Linked DNA regions of Gossypium hirsutum: region 1 is linked to region 2. A link is a contact called in public Hi-C data. All regions are on one chromosome and are shown on one strand. Each heading gives the region's core, a stretch centred on a gene start, on an enhancer-like site or on the middle of the called end of the contact. The rest is flanking DNA. Distances are from core to core; before and after follow the strand shown.

Region 1 (2,700 bases), core at 159-2,658, 88 kb before region 2:
ACGGATACGGGTTAGGGATGTTACAAGAAATTTGAGAATAAAAAAGCATATAAAAATCATAAATAAATAAGAAATAGAAATTAAAAAAGAATAAAGTGGAAGATGGACGAGTAAACTAATGGTTATGATGGATAGAAGGATAAATGCCCAGTTAAATCCTTTGAGATATAAATCCCAACAAACTCAATTAATAACTCTAATCAATCCCCCAAGAAATAATCCTTGACAAATTGAAGGGTGAAGAATGAATTTCCATGACTCATTGAAGAAAATCGAGAAGAAAACTACTTCTAAAAATCATAAGAAAGAAATCATGCACAAGAAACAAACCCCATCCATGCATGTATCATTCCCCCTTTCCTCGAAAAGATTCATCCTCAAATATTATATTTGATTGAATCTTTGTTTGATTTGCTTGGCCTTTGACATTGTTGTTGGGTCTTGATGTAATATGAGCCCAGCACATTCATGGGTCTGAAATTAGGCTTTGAGACTCGCATTACTACGATAGTTCTCAATGTATTGTGTAAAAAATAGCAAATATAATTACAACATATAATAAGATTGTTCGAAAAAAGAAATATCAAATGTGAAATTGGTAAAATGATGAAAACTATAATTTCTTTATTTCTCACCATAACTAAAAAAAAAAACTTTACTGATGTCATGCACGCTTGATTCGAATTTAAATTAATTTTTTAATAATTTTATTTAAATTTAATTATAAAATATATTAATATTAATATAAAATTATGTATTTATTATTTTGTAAACAATGATATGAACTTTTTGAATTGATTAACCTAAGTTTGAAATTTTTAAAAAGGTGAAGTTGTCACCTAATTTCTAGTAATGATTTGGATTCGTTGAAAGCTATTTTTGTTTTAGCTCAAAATTTTTCAATATTTAATAATAATAATATTGAATTTTAATTAAATGCAAAATCAAACTCAAATCTCTAATGGAAAATAAACTATCTTAATGCTGCTTTTTAATCTATAAAACTCAAAGTTGTATTTAAACGCTCCAACTCCTCTATAACTAATTAGTTGTTGACACAAAATCAACGTACTTGGAACCAAAACATATCTCCATCGATTTCCTGAAGACACGGTATCCCAATAAATGGAACGATTTGTACGCTATTAGGCACTAGCTAGACAATGACAAAGATATGGCTAATCATAAGTGGAGAAAATAGCTAAGGAGGGAGTGGAGTTGAGTGGAATAATTAGTGTCCAAAATCCTTACCCTGGGGATAGGGCAGTGGCCACTCATCAAAATAGTGAATAGAAATGAAAAAATGCTGATGAAGTTGGGAGGGTAACTAAGTTAAGACATCATGTGCAAGCATGTGAAATTGGTTCCCACCACTAGATCCAGCTCAAACCCAATCAGTCCCTCACCACCTCACTCACACTCATTTCATCACATTCATTGCCCCACCACCTAGCCCTTACCTGGTCAACTCACCCAAATGAACACCAATCTGCGGAGCCAATTGTCCATGATTCCCCCCCTTGTTCGCACCAAGTCAATAAATCACCCCTTTATCCGTTAATATGCCTAATACCTTGATTAAATTTGAATCAAATAATAATGAATTTTAAAAAAAATAATGGTGTTGGTGTATGGGTTTAATAAATGGAGGAGACACAGAAGAGGGAGGGGTGGTCTTAGTGGAGGCCGGTTCATTTAATTTGAACAAAGAGTCGAAGGTTGAAACAAGCAAGAAGGTTGAGATAGCAAAGGATTGTTTTGGAGGTAGTAACAGGGCTAGATTGAGGATTGATCCCTTCTTCATCATTTCAGGGTATATATAAGAGAGGTTCAGTATTAGGTGAGATTAATGTGGCGGGTCTGTTATTAGACCATCATTGAGAGACGTGTGAGAAGGATTTTTGTGATGAAACGCATATGGTCATTCCATATGATCCCTGAAGTAGAGTGGTTAGACCAACGTGAGATTTGGTGGCCTAAGGAATCACGTTTTGAACAAGAGAACAAGTGATTGTTTGCCTCACGGGAATGATCCATTCTGGTAAGGCAAAAAGTTGACTGGGGTCAAGCCTTCGGGACCATCAGTCCCTTGGTGATTGGCTAGTAACAAGTGAAGTGACATTCTCCAAATAGCTTACTATGCTATCACGTATCACAGTCCGAAAAAATATAACAAATGGAGTATAACTTAACCCAATTAAATTTCCCCGATCCCTACTTCTCTTTTTCTATGCATATATATGTAATTATTAAATCAAATTACAACTCCATTTAAAGCACAAGGATTACTCGAGTAAGCAGAAATAATGCAGAAACATGTATCAAGTAGTCATATGCACCCCTTATGATTTATTTTGTGTACAAAATCCTTAGTGATAGGGGGTTATGGTAACATGGGTCTCTTTCAGTGAACAACAAAATATTTTGGGGGATAATTTTACTTTTTCATTTCTTTCCAGCTTTAAGAAGCAAAAGGAATGAAGATGGGGGGAGGTTTATTTTCCATTTAGTGGCCTAGGGACCCCAAACATAGAATGTGTTTCAATTAAGATACATAATCTTGCACACCCAGACTCACTGTGTGTTGGCCAATAATATAGCACAAAAATTATTGGATAGTGATGTAACATTACTTTCCTCAATAAAATATCGGAGGTATGTTTAATTCTAGGGGGAAAAAGTACTCTTTACATCTTACAA
Region 2 (2,700 bases), core at 191-2,690:
TTTAAATATTTATTTATTTTTAATATTTTACTATACTCATTAATTTTTTAATCCTAATTTTAATTTAATTTTCATCACCTAGTGAATGCTGATAAATTTATTTCAGATATATTTTGACTAGATAGATAACCTATTTAAACATAATATATAATTATGTTAAATAAATTTTTTTATAGAAATATATAATATATAAAATCTAATAGTTATTTTTCATATTTTTATATCTAGATTAAATTACATTAGTAGTCACTTAACTATGATTTTTTGGCTATCGAATTATAAAAACTTACAAAATGATCACTCAACTATTAGTACCTTTTTAAATATTTATTTTTAAATATTTTACCATACTCATTTTATATTTTATATATTTTTTACTTATAGAGTTTAAAAGTTTTATTTATAATGTAACAAATGTTAACTTTTTGTAAAAAAATTTAAACTCTATAAGTAAAAAAATATAAAATATAGCATAGCCTTTAATATTATGTTGTTAGTCAAAAGAGGAAGGAATCCTACATTATTTAGGAACAAGCTGTAAACCTATTCATGAGTCTATATATACACATATCTCATATCCCACATTGCTTAAGAAAATAAGAGAAATGAGACTTTGAGTCTATATAAAGATTTGCTTTATAAGTTTTATTTTCATATTAATTGGTGATACCTTAAAATAAAATAAAAATAGTGTTGCCACTTTGGGTCATTATAAAGGCTTATTCTCGTAAATTTCTAAAAAAAATTAGTCTATTTTTATAATATTTAAAAAAATGAACTTTTTTGAAAATTTAATCTGAGAAAAGATAAATGTGCACCCACGTCAGTGTGTTTTTGCTGACACGGGGTAAAGTGTGTTCCTGTCAGCGTGCTTTTCTGAGATTTCCTCTTAAAATGCTTCCACGTAGGCATGTTTTGGGTTTTTTGGTTCATTCCGGTAAATAAAGTTTAAAGTGGCTCATTTCCGTAAATAAAGTAGGAAATGAACATTTTAGTAAAATGGTCCAGAACATAAATAAAAATTTAATTTCTTTTTCATTTTCGCTTGATTTTTTATTCTTTTTATAATAACATCTAAAAGTAAAATACAATTAAATTATTGAATGTAGAAAAAATTTTAAAATTTATATTTACATATAATCACATTTATACTTATGTAATTAAAATTTAATTGTATATGTATCTAATATAATTTATTAACAAATTTGAAACTAGGATATAAATGTATATATGAAAAATATTTGAAAAGTACCGAAAAACAAGAAAATGTATATATACATGCCAACATCAAAATAAAAAAATTTTGTCTATCGTTATAGTACCGGCTATTTTATGTTAAATTGGTTTTAGTGGGATGGCAAATACCGTGGATCGTTAGAGAATCGTATAATTTTGAGGGAGTGGCCCAATCTCATGTTATGTGCGAAAACTGAAAACTACAGTACGAATTTGATGGGCAGTGGCGTAGGACAGAGGCAGGCATGATGCCGGCAGGTCTCCACTCTCAAAGCCCCCAACACTTTCACAAATTAACTGCAGAAAAGTTGTAGGGTCCTTTTCGGCCTTTCACCACCAACAAACTTCCAAAACTGAGCCATAAAATTACTACACAATACGGCAAAATCCAAGCTCTGCCTGTGCCTGCTTACGACTTTTGCCAACATGCCTCGTAGACGTGTTAATTACTCTGAGCGAAAACATTTTGGATCTCTCATTTGGGTAAACTAATAAGGTTTTGGTATAGTTGGCAAAAGTGAAAATTTTGAATTTTGATTATCAAGGTTCAAGATTCATCTTGTAAATTATATGTATAGATCTTTGAGTTCCACCATATATTATTACGTATAAATTTTACTTCACCATGTATTATTATGTATGAATTTTATTCAATTAATCAGTTTTATTCTTGATTATTCTAGTGCTTAGTCTATAGTAATTAATTAATTGTATATTATTTCTAATTTTTCGTTTGTATTGTAATAATTTGATTCTACACTATGTGGTTGCTTGAACATAAACTTGTATTTATACTTTGATTGTACTTGTAATCTTTCAAAGAAAATTTCATTTAAATAGAATTTAAAGAGATTGAAATAAGCTAGTTTTTTTTAATTTTAAAACATATTAATTTTTTTTAATATAGTTTACATATTTTTTATAATTAAATTTAACTATTAATATTAATTTTATTATGAAAGTTTTAATTGGAATAGCTTTTTAGGTTGGGTTGATAAAAATTTTTGGGGGAAAAAAGAGTAGAGTATATGATGATAATTTTTTATTCTTTTTTTGTTTTATTTTTTATTGGATTATTTTGCTTCTCAATCTTCAAAATTTAGTTCAATTGTATTTTTCTAGATGAAAAAGTTTACTAGATCATGAAAATTTAATAGTATTAGTGTGGCAATTCACATATATTTCATAAAAATTTAAAACATTATTAAAATTTATTAAACAGTTCAAAAAAATTAAGTAAAATTAAAAGATTTCTCCATGTAAACAATAAGTACATGTAGACTGCCATTTGAGTTGTCACTTCGATGCTATTAAAATTTTAACAGTTTAAAAAAAATTTCCTTTCAAAACAATGCAATTTAAATAAATTTTGAAGGTTGATCAACGAAGTAATCTCAAAAAAATTAAGACCAAAAGGCTAAAATGGATACATATTAGAATTTGTCATAATGCCAAAAAATAGAT

The links. A called contact is a pair of places that touch in the nucleus more often than the background predicts.
Region 1: a contact with region 2 is called in a Hi-C map of leaf, with 1.6 times the contacts expected there. The contact joins two enhancer-like sites. A contact is called at or near these places in 2 of 34 Hi-C or Micro-C datasets (callus and leaf).

The regions. Positions count from the first base shown.
Region 1 is chrD02:61,734,304-61,737,003 of Gossypium_hirsutum_v2.1, reverse strand. No RefSeq gene overlaps it. Among protein-coding and RNA genes, the nearest start is that of LOC121215068, 53 kb to the left of the region's middle. Within about 2 kb of position 1,408, at least 4 of the 9 cell types and tissues checked have an H3K27ac peak or open chromatin away from gene starts, as enhancers often do. A contact at or near this core is called in leaf, where this site is marked.
Region 2 is chrD02:61,646,556-61,649,255 of Gossypium_hirsutum_v2.1, reverse strand. No RefSeq gene overlaps it. Among protein-coding and RNA genes, the nearest start is that of LOC121214999, 23 kb to the right of the region's middle. Within about 2 kb of position 1,440, at least 2 of the 9 cell types and tissues checked have an H3K27ac peak or open chromatin away from gene starts, as enhancers often do. A contact at or near this core is called in leaf, where this site is marked.